Regions from separate parts of the Mus musculus genome. Here region 1 is linked to region 2. A link is a contact called in public HiChIP or PLAC-seq data. All regions are on one chromosome and are shown on one strand. Each heading gives the region's core, a stretch centred on a gene start, on an enhancer-like site or on the middle of the called end of the contact. The rest is flanking DNA. Distances are from core to core; before and after follow the strand shown.

Region 1 (5,530 bases), core at 1,063-3,562, 1.8 Mb before region 2:
AGAGTAGACAATTGCTTAGAGCAAGTTTAACCTTAAAATTCCCAGCAAACTGAGAATCAAATAGCAACCACCACCAATCACCAGCAGAGGGGATATGGAATTTCTACCTTAGTTACCATAAAAAGGATTATTAAAAAAATACAATTGGTGCAATTATCCTTTCTGTCACATTTAACCAAAGCTGCTTTTTACCACAGATGCACGGTAAATGCATATGTACAAATATTCTGTCCCAAGAATTACAATTATAATTGAAATCTGTTAGATCACTTTTGCAGGCTATCTTACAAAAAAGAAACAAACAACCCCCCCCCCATGACTGTCAAAGGTTTTCATTGTCTCCACATGAAAACTTATATAAAAGTGTTAAAGTGTTAATTTCATTAACACTGCACAACTAGGTGGGGAAACTTTCTAGGCTAATGTGCTAAAATATTACACAGTTTTTTTACCCTCCAATTACAATTCTTAGTAGGACTTTAATGGATGAATAAAGTAGCAACCCCGGGCTGGAGACAGCTCACTTGTATGAGTGCTTGGTTAGTTATGCACAGGCTCCAGGTTCAAGTTCTCAGCACCCAGTACAAAAGACCAACCAACAAAGCCCAAAGCAGCAACCCCTAATTCCCTGCTGACAACAAATTTTAAACTTAAAGAAAAAAAAATAGGTATTACAAACACAATCACTTTACTTCAAAACACTTTTTATTGACCTAAAATAATTGCCAAAAGCTAGGCCAAAGAGCAACTTTACTTAAGCTTAATGCTCTTCTTAACTCCAGCACGAATGCCAGAGAGTTCACCACTGTACCGCTGTTCTTCTCTGCGAACTTCACGAACCTGGCCTCGTCGTCGGATTTTGGCTTTTCTGAACTTTTCCCTATGTTTCACTCTGGGATTTCTATCAATCTTCTTTCTCCTGGGTGTAAGTCCCCTATTTTTAGCAATCTGGTAGGTAATGGCTCTCTTTGCATTTTGTTCTTCGAGAGCCTGTTCTTCAGCACTGTTTTCTTCCTTCTTTCTCTTCAACTCTTGCCTGTCTTCCATTTCCTTATAGTACTTGAGAGCAGCCCCATCAAAATCAGGCTCATCAGTCAGGGCAACAGCAGCAGCCTGCTTTACAGACTTGGGCTTGGTTTTGGTTAATTTTGCTTTTGGAGTCATTTCTTTCTTTACAGCACCATCCTTGGCTGTGAGGAGGTGACGGATTTCAGAGGACAGTTTCTGATCCACAACCGACAGCTTGTTGATCAGATTTCTGTAGGTAACAAGCCTTTCTATAACAGGATGTCCATGTGCAGGGACTCTCCGGGCTTTTAAGATCAAATAAAAGCTAATGTTGGCGCAATAGTTCAAGTAGAGATTATACTTAGTCTTCAGGTATTCGCTTCCTCTTCCAGTTGGAATGACCCCTTTCTCCACCAACTGTAACAAGGGTTCTAACTCATCCTTCACCTCTGTCAACTTGGCTTGGAGGTCTTCTATGAGCTCTAAGAGCTCTGGTGATTCTTTCTTCAACATTTTCAGCTTCTCTTTTACCGAGACTTTAGCCAAATCCTTCACAACCCTTGTCTCAGCTTCGTCTACCTGGGGCACCGGCTTTGCAAAGGCCTCCACCCAAGCGACTCCAAAATCATCCTCTTGCAGGGCTTGGGCCAAGCGCCGCTGAATTATCTGTGCCTCCTCCTCTTCTTCTCTTTCCTCCTCTTCTACTTCTTGCTGACTCTGACGGCCTCGGGATTTGGAACCATAGTCCGTATCGTAATAAAGCTTTTTTCTCTGACCCCAGGACAAGCTAGGGTCCACAGAGGCCTCAGCCTCACTCTGCACGGAGCTTCCGCCGTCATCATCCTCTCCAACCTCCTCCTCCTCCGAACTCTCTCCATCTTCGTCATCTCCATCATCAATATCTAGAGGTAGCACCTCTTCCTCCTCATCGCCATCCTCCTCCCCACTCTCGACTTCGTTCCAGCCCTTGGCCAGGACTGCCCGAGATCGCGCTTCATGGAACTCATCTACCTGGTCTTGGTAGTAGCTGGAGTCCCCTGGAGAGGGCGGCAACCCCAAGTCGTCCTCATTTTCGTCCGTGGCGGTGAGACCTGCCTGGGCCCGCACGGCGGCCCACTGAGCCGCTCCACGCCGCCGTGATTTCTTCACCATGGCTCACCAGCGGTCCCGGGTTCCCAAGCGACGCCGCGATTTCCGCCACTTCTGACCTCCGCCCAGAATGATGCCGGCAAGCGGAGGCTTTCAGCACCAGCACGCTCCGCGAACCCAAGTCGGTGACCACCGGAGCAGAGAGTCTGGGAAAGGCCTGTTTCCTTCCGCTCCCAGGGTGCTCTCCGCGCAGCGCGCGCGCCTAAACTTCCGCTCCCCCCCCCCCCCCCAGCGTAATCCCGCCGCCGTGTCTTTTTAAAAACCAGTCGGTTCCGGCGAATGAAAACTTCCGGGTAGGAACGCTAGGCCAAGGATATTTCCGTTCCGCGGATCCTTTTGTGGCTACTTCCGAGCTCTCTCTCTCTCTGGTGACTTCCGGCGTGAAGCCGGAATCCCGCCAGGGACGCCGCGAGACAGCCCGCGGCCGACAGAGGGCGCGGGGCATCTACGTTCCCACGCGTCGGCAGGGCGCCCACTGGGCCACGCTAGATAGTTGCCCAGCTCACGGTTTCGTGTTCTCCGTTTGCCAGAGTGGAAGTTAGTCAGGGTTTTGTTTGTGTTTTGTTTAGTTTTGTTTTTTGTCTGTCTTGACTTCTGAAGCCGGGACTCGCCATGTTGTCAGCCTCAGCCTCCCGGATTGGTGCTTTTCTCTGTTTTTGCCTGGGAGTTGCTACCGTAGGCGCCGCGTTTCCGGGCCCCGCGCGGCGAGTCTCTGCTTTTAGGCGACCCGAGAGAGGACTTCGGGGTTTTTTGGGGACGATGTAACCGGGAAGAGTAAAAGACGCGCGGTGTCCTTCTACTGGAATAGCTTCGCTTTTCTAGACGTTCTGGAAAACTGTGAGGCTGTCAGCCGCGGACAGCCTCCTATGTATAGAATTGGGTTGCAACATTTAATGATTATTCATTGTTGTGTTCTTCAACATTGATCAAGCACCAAACTTCCGTGGCAGCGTTTTAGGCAGAGATGGGGGGGGGGAGGGGAGGGGAGAATAAAGGAAGGAAATGAGCAAAATAGATTTAACAAGGGAGGGAGGGGAGAGGAGAGAGGAGAATGAAGGAAGGAAATGAGCAAAATAGATTTAACAAGGGAGGGGAGGAGAAGAGAAAGAAGAGGGAGAGGGGAGAGAGGGAGAAGGGGAGAAGAAGTGGGGAGGAGGAAAGAGGAGGGAAGAGGAAGAAGAGGAAAAGGAAAAGAGATAAAGGCCAAAATAGGAGACCTTGTGGTTTAGGAGGGCGCACGGGTACACCAAACAGAAAACTCAGTCAAATGGGAGAAGTGACATATGGGTCTAAGAGAATCGAACTGGTGTCAAGCTTAGTAGACAGGGCTACCACCTAAGCTATCTCAAATGTATGACCTTTTATGTCAGCTTCCTTATTTAAAAGGATATACAAAGTCGTGATTATGCATACCACATGGGGTCTTGTCTTTTTTTTCTTTTTTTTTTTTTTCCATTTTTTATTAGGTATTTAGCTCATTTACATTTCCAATGCTATACCAAAAGTCCCCCTTACCCACCCACCCCCACTCCCCTACCCACCCACTCCCCCCCTTTGGCCCTGGCGTTCCCCTGTACCGGGGCACACAAAGTCTGCGTGTCCAATGGGCCTCTCTTTCCAGTGATGGCCGACTAGGCCATCTTTTGATACATATGCAGCTAGAGTCAAGAGCTCAGGGGTACTGGTTAGTTCATAATGTTGTTCCACCTATAGGGTTGAAGATCCCTTTAGCTCCTTGGGTACTTTCTCTAGCTCCTCCATTGGGAGCCCTGTGAACCATCCATTAGCTGACTGTGAGCATCCACTTCTGTGTTTGCTAGGCCCCGGCATAGTCTCACAAGAGACAGCTACATCTGGGTCCTTTCGATAAAATCTTGCTAGTATATGCAATGGTGTCAGCGTTTGGATGCTGATTATGGGGTGGATCCCTGGATATGGCAGTCTCTACATGGTCCATCCTTTCATCTCAGCTCCAAACTTTGTTTCTGTAACTCCTTCCATGGGTGTTTTGTTCCCACTTCTAAGGAGGGGCATAGTGTCCACACTTCAGTCTTCATTTTTCTTGAGTTTCATGTGTTTAGGAAATTGTATCTTATATCGTGGGTATCCTAGGTTTTGGGCTAGTATCCACTTATCAGTGAGTACATATTGTGTGAGTTCCTTTGTGATTGTGTTACCTCACTCAGGATGATGCTCTCCAGGTCCATCCATTTGGCTAGGAATTTCATAAATTCATTCTTTTTAATAGCTGAGTAGTACTCCATTGTGTAGATGTACCACATTTTCTGTATCCATTCCTCTGTTGAGGGGCATCTGGGTTCTTTCCAGTTTCTGGCTATTATAAATAAGGCTGCTATGAACATAGTGGAGCATGTGTCCTTCTTACCAGTTGGGGCTTCTTCTGGATATATGCCCAGGAGAGGTATTGCTGGATCCTCCGGTAGTACTATGTCCAATTTTCTGAGGAACCGCCAGACTGATTTCCAGAGTGGTTGTACAAGCCTGCAATCCCACCAACAATGGAGGAGTGTTCCTCTTTCTCCACATCCTCGCCAGCATCTGCTGTCACCTGAATTTTTGATCTTAGCCATTCTCACTGGTGTGAGGTGGAATCTCAGGGTTGTTTTGATTTGCATTTCCCTGATGATTAAGGATGTTGAACATTTTTTCAGGTGCTTCTCTGCCATTCGGTATTCCTCAGGTGAGAATTCTTTGTTCAGTTCTGAGCCCCATTTTTTAAGGGGGTTATTTGATTTTCTGAAGTCCACCTTCTTGAGTTCTTTATATATGTTGGATATTAGTCCCCTATCTGATTTAGGATAGGTAAAGATCCTTTCCCAGTCTGTTGGTGGTCTTTTTGTCTTATAGACAGTGTCTTTTGCCTTGCAGAAACTTTGGAGTTTCATTAGGTCCCATTTGTCAATTCTCGATCTTACAGCACAAGCCATTGCTGTTCTGTTCAGGAATTTTTCCCCTGTGCCCATATCTTCAAGGCTTTTCCCCACTTTCTCCTCTATAAGTTTCAGTGTCTCTGATTTTATGTGAAGTTCCTTGATCCACTTAGATTTGACCTTAGTACAAGGAGATAAGTATGGATCGATTCGCATTCTTCTACATGATAACAACCAGTTGTGCCAGCACCAATTGTTGAAAATGCTGTCTTTCTTCCACTGGATGGTTTTGGCTCCCTTGTCGAAGATCAAGTGACCATAGGTGTGTGGGTTCATTTCTGGGTCTTCAATTCTATTCCATTGGTCCACTTGTCTGTCTCTATACCAGTACCATGCAGTTTTTATCACAATTGCTCTGTAGTAAAGCTTTAGGTCAGGCATGGTGATTCCACCAGAGGTTCTTTTATCCTTGAGAAGAGTTT
Region 2 (5,603 bases), core at 213-2,712:
TTTTCAGAGTTGGCCCTACGGCTTTACAAAAGACCACTCCCCCCCCCCCCCCCGTTTTTCCACTTTGGTTTTAATTTATACTTGCACATATTTTCAGGGTACAGTATAATCTTCTAATTCATGTTTGCATTGTGCAATGTTAGCAGAAGGTTTTAGTGAGTTGTTACAAAGTAGGATGACTGCAACTAATAAAACCTACTGGCTATTTTCACATGGTTAGTCCAGAGGATTCAGAATGTTCTCAGCACACTGAAATAATAAATGATGTGTAAGATGATGGGTATGCTAGTTATTGGCTTTGGGTTTTTTTTAGTGACTGCACCATTTGTTTCTGTGCTTTGAAGGTGAAAACCTGACCCTGCCACTTTGATTGCCAGAATGTTTTTTATATAGGAAAGTTTTGAGTTAAAATTCCCAATTATAAACACACACACACACACACACACACACACACACACACACACACACACACACACAGCGCATTCTCACTGCTTCTGTAAGTGAGATTAGTTCAAGCAAATTCCTAGAGAATCCATGTGGGTGGCCAATTACTAATTTATACATTGCCTTTTTGTTGTAATTTTGAGACAGCGTGAAAGCATGGTTGGAAAGTTTGGCAATTAGACTTAATTCCACAGTGTGTGGAACAGTGGCTTTTCCTGCATGGCTTTCCCTAAATTACTCTGTTCTGAGTGTCAATACTGAGGGAGAAGGAGGCTTGCTTTTATTTGTTATTTGTGAAATTAATGTTTTGTTTCAGATCTGGGACAGGAGACTCGGGGGGTGCATATTTTACATACTAAAGCAGACCTGGATTCTAGGTTCTCCCAACATCCCTCAGTCCCTATCTGGCATACCCTGTTTCCAGCCCAGGGCTGGGTTGCCCTTCCACAGGAGGTTACTCCCTATATAATCCAGACATTTTCATTCTCTCTCTCTCTCTCTCTCTCTCTCTCTCTCTCTCTCTCTCTCTCTCTCTCTCTCTCTTCCTACCTCCTTCTTCCTCTCCCCCTTCTTCTCCTCCTCCTCTCCCGTCCCCACCTTCGACTCTCCCTCTTCCTCTTCTTCCCCTCTCCCCTTTCTCCCCCTCTCTCCTCTCCCCTCTTCCCATGTGGACTTCTCTGGCCTTGGTCCTTTGGGACTGGCCAGTGAACTCTCCCCACAAACCAGCCTTTAATATAATCTAATCTGTTTTAAATTGACTCATTTTACCAACGGCAGAAAAATAACCTATCAGTTAGCAACTGCCACTTGCCTGTCATAGACATTGTTACAGACCTGTAAATAACTCGCTTCCGCCTGCGATGAATCAGCTATGAGCTGATTGATGTGGATTGGAAACATGGACAAATCTAAAACATCAGGAAACAAAACAAAGTGAATTTATCTTTGACTTTATCAAACTCACTGACTTACTAACAAAGGATGTGACGCCCTGGCTAGATCACAGAAAAAAAGAGTCAAATTGACACTGGGCGTGGTAACACGCACAGAAATGTGAGTCCTAGGAGCGGCCTCATGGCTTGAGACAGCCCTCCCAACCCCCCCTCCAATTGCCTTCACGTTGATCCAGGCTTTTACCTTAGTACAGCCTTGGTGACCCAGCTCTGCACTGAAAACTGCCTGGGGGCACCTGGAGCAGGCTTGCCTTTTGCTTTGGAGTTCTTCATGAAGAACATAATACAGTAAGTTAAGGGAAGAGCATGGCATTTTTGCTTAAAAAGTTGAAAGTAAAGCTAAAGTCATAGTCCTTGTTTGATTATTAGTCAGTGCAAGGTTTCAAGCAGGGATAAACTGGCTGAGTGACTTCATGACATATTAGAGCAAACCCAGGCACCAGGTTTTCCCTGAATGCCTCAGTCCCTACCTTTGTAGGGCCCTTCTACCTGGATTACTCTGCCCCCTACCCTAAACTTCTGCAGTCCATGGGCTGGGCTGCCCTTCCCCCAGCTGCCCTTCCCTGTATAATCCAGACATTTTGGTTACCCTCTCCTCTTTTGCACCTCCAGGCTGCAGCACCTGGTTCTGCTCTCTCCCCCTCCATCTTCCCTCTCTCCTTACAGAGCTCAAGGGTCATGTCCACTCTGAACTGTCCCTGATGTCGACTGTGCTTTTCCTTTTGTCTACAATAAATTTTCTCCTCCACCATGACCTAGAAGCACTCATATTTTTCTCTTTCTTTCTTTCTTTCTTTCTTTCTTTCTTTCTTTCTTTCTTTCTTTCTTTCTTTCTTTCTTTTTCTTTTCTTTTCATTCATCTGGTACCAAAACCCCAGACCTGTCATAATCTTTTCTTTGTATTTCTTTTTTTTTTTCATCCAGTCACCAGAAAAAAAATTTTTTTTCTCTGTTAATTTTTTATTTTGGCAAAATGTTTCCCTAAACAAGATTTGAAGGTAGGCTTTTCCTGAATGTATATAAACTGACTTTCAAGTGTTGGGATTAAACATCTGTCACTGTACCTGGCTTAACTTCTAGCTCAAATTAATTTTCCAACATGTCATTGAATAGCATTGCTATGATGATAAAGCTGAACTTCCTTTTTTTCTAGCCCAAACCTTTTTAGCTCTGTCTTTCTTACCTGACAGAGGATGGGATGCTACAGGGCAGAAAGTCATTTGATGGTGGTGAATTTGTGTGCAACTTGCCCAGAACATTTTTCCACACTGTTGAAAGATCAATTTTGAATCTGTCGATTCATTTTTGTGGTGTTTTTAGACTTTAGTATGTTAGTATCTTAAATTTCACGTTCATGTGCTTTTTAGTACTACACTATAAAAATAAAATTTCATTACCATAGTCTCATGGGAAGTAAAAAATTATGTTTTTATTGTATTTCATATGTTTATTATATTTGAAATATTGAAATAGATTAATCATTTGTATATGATATAATCATATTTTGTTTGGAGGAAAACTAAACTAAAAGCAGTAAATATTTATTGTAGAAATTTCAAATAATCAGGAAAATTAGATAAAGATGGATGATCAGTCTATAGGAGCTGGTTGATCTGGAGCACGAACAGTGGCATCTGGATTAGATTCAAATAAGGACGATTAATCTTATTTACTATAATTTTGATACTATATCTTCTGCTATTTTTAACTCTCAGAAGAGTCTCCTTTTTGGGACAGAGCCTTACTATGGTAGCCTTGGGTGGCCAGGAAATAGGACCAAAAATCAACAAGTAAAAATTCATGACATTAACAAATGTTTCTATTGTAAAAGAAGGAAATTTTAACCAATTAAAGAAACAGCCTGTAGAGTGAAAATTCTTTGCCAGCTATACACCTGACAGAGAATTAGTGTCTCGTGTATACAAGGGTCTAAACACCACAAAACTCCAAGTTAACACACAACCCAATTACAGTGAGGCATCTGACTGAGCGGGAGTTCTCATATAAAGAAATCCAATAGATAAGAGTGCCCAGCATCGAAAGGACCCAGATATAGCTCTCTCTTGTGAGACTATGCCGGGGCCTAGCAAACACAGAAGTGGATGCTCACAGTCAGCTATTGGATGGATCACAGGGCCCCCAATGGAGGAGCTAGAGAAAGTACCCAAGGAGCTGAAGGGATCTGCAATCCTATAGGTGGAACAACAATATGAACTAACCAATACCACCCCCCATCCCCCCACTCCCATCCTGGAGCTCGTGACTCTAGCTGCATATGAATCAGAAGATGGCCTATTTGGCCATCAGTGGAAAGAGAGGCCCATTGGTCGTGCAAACTTTATATGCCTCAGTACAGGGGAATGCCAGGGCCAAGAAGTGGGAGTGGGTGGGTGGGGGAGCGTGTGGGGGACTTTTGGGATAGCATTGGAAATGTAAATGAAATAAATACCCAATTAAAAAAAAAAAAGAGTGCCCAGCATCCTTAGCCGCCCAGGAAACTCAAACTACTTTGAGATTTCCTCTCATCCTAGTCAAAATGGCAGAAGTACCGTTGCTGGTGAGGATGTGGAGAACTCGGAACCCTCATACACTGTTGATGGAAGTGAAATTGGGACAGCTACTGTAGAAATAAATCAGTGTGGAGATTCGTTTATACAAAGCTAGAACTGGGGTCTGGTGAGATGGATTAGTGGGTTAATACATTTGCTGCCACATCAATGCCAGATTCCCACATAATGGAAGGAGAGAATCGACTCCTGCAAGCTGCCCTCTAGCATCTGAACGTATGGCACATGTGCACACACTCACGCATAAATAAATGCAAGAATTAGAATTTAAAAAAAATAGAAGTAGATCTACCATGTGACTCTGCCGTACCATTTTTGGGTGTATACCAAAAGGACTCTGCTGCAACGGAGACACACACTCACCCATGTTCATAGCTGCTCTAGTCACAACAGCTATACTTGGAAACAGCCTAGATGTCTGTCAGATAGTGAATAGATAAAGAAAATATGGAACCTATATACAGTGGAATTTCATTCAGCTATAAAGAAATATAAAATCATGAAATTTGCAGGTACGCGGAGCTGGAAAACATTATACTGACTGAGGTAACTGAGAACCAGAAAGACAAATGTGACACGGCCTTATTCATGGCCTTAAGATTATCTGATCTTAGCATGATGTCTTTCTATTTATGTTTTTATCTTATAGTCTCTATAGAATATATGAAACTAGAAAGGGTCCACTGGTGGGGGATGGAGAAGAAAGGTCTTAAGGGGAAGGATGAAGTAGAGCACAGGTAATATGAATAAGAAAATAGAAATAAATGGGGAAGAAAGTTTAAGTAGGAAGAGTGAAGGGAGAGTCGGGCAGAGACAGGGGTGGGGAGAAGGATAAATAGCATTAAGGATGTTTGAAAAAGCCACAGGGGAATGTACAATTTAGTTGTATTGCTAAGGACATTTCAACCTTTCATCACATGGGAAACCAAGTTGGTACGAATGAGGAAGTTTCCTTCTTGCTACTCTCCCACAATACTGGAGGTAGTGTGTAAGCAGCTAGGAGAGCAGGTCATGAACGGTTTTCCCCAGCTGTGACCTCTATGATCTACAGGAATGAGGGGAGGGGCAAAGTATTCCCTGAAGTCCAACATCAAGAATATTAGTGTGTAATTAAGCATTTCTGATTGGATTTAAAGCCCACCTCACAGCTGAAGATACTGTAAATCAACCCATGGTAGGAGAGCTGACCTGTCACAAGTGGGGCCCTAACACTATTGGTTTGTTAACTGGGCATAGTATCAAATTCTTCTCTAAATTTGTGAAATTTAGATTGATGAAATTTTCAGATCTCATCAGGAAAAAATTTTTTCTTTTGTGCTCTGGGTGGTAGTTAAGGCAAATATTCAAACTAATCAAAGCACAGGGAATAAATATCATTAGTCATAAATTGGACATATGAGCCCCTGCTCCAAGGCTCTGGGATCACCATGGAGAAGGGGTAGAAAAACCATAAGAGCCAGAGGCTGGAGATGTCCAGCGTGAAACAATGTCTTCTGGACATGACAGGACTTTGTCACTCATAAACTCACAGAAGGTCTGGTTGCCTGTATAAGACCTGAACAAGAGCAATCCAGTCAACATTTTAGTATGGTAGGGGAAGGGCCTATGAGCCCCTTCTCTTAGATAAGGGGGTATGGAC

The links. HiChIP or PLAC-seq counts read pairs in DNA pulled down with a chosen protein or histone mark.
Region 1: a FOXA1 HiChIP or PLAC-seq map of pancreatic cancer cells shows a contact between it and region 2. The contact joins the promoter of Utp3 here to the enhancer-like site in region 2. A contact is called at or near these places in 6 of 39 promoter capture datasets (the 3T3-L1 cell line, the HPC-7 cell line, cranial neural crest and 3 more), 1 of 484 Hi-C or Micro-C datasets (CD8 T cells) and 2 of 115 datasets of contacts at active chromatin or transcription factors (pancreatic cancer cells and stem cell-derived neural progenitor cells).

The regions. Positions count from the first base shown.
Region 1 is chr5:88,551,244-88,556,773 of GRCm38.p6, reverse strand. Utp3 (UTP3 small subunit processome component) reads right to left here and starts at 2,312. Exons shown (of 1, transcript NM_023054.2): 1 at 684-2,312. The coding sequence starts at 2,160. The coding sequence ends at 751.
Region 2 is chr5:86,779,095-86,784,697 of GRCm38.p6, reverse strand. No RefSeq gene overlaps it. Among named protein-coding and RNA genes, the nearest start is that of Ythdc1, 22 kb to the left of the region's middle. Within about 2 kb of position 1,462, at least 16 of the 459 cell types and tissues checked have an H3K27ac peak or open chromatin away from gene starts, as enhancers often do. A contact at or near this core is called in pancreatic cancer cells, where this site is marked.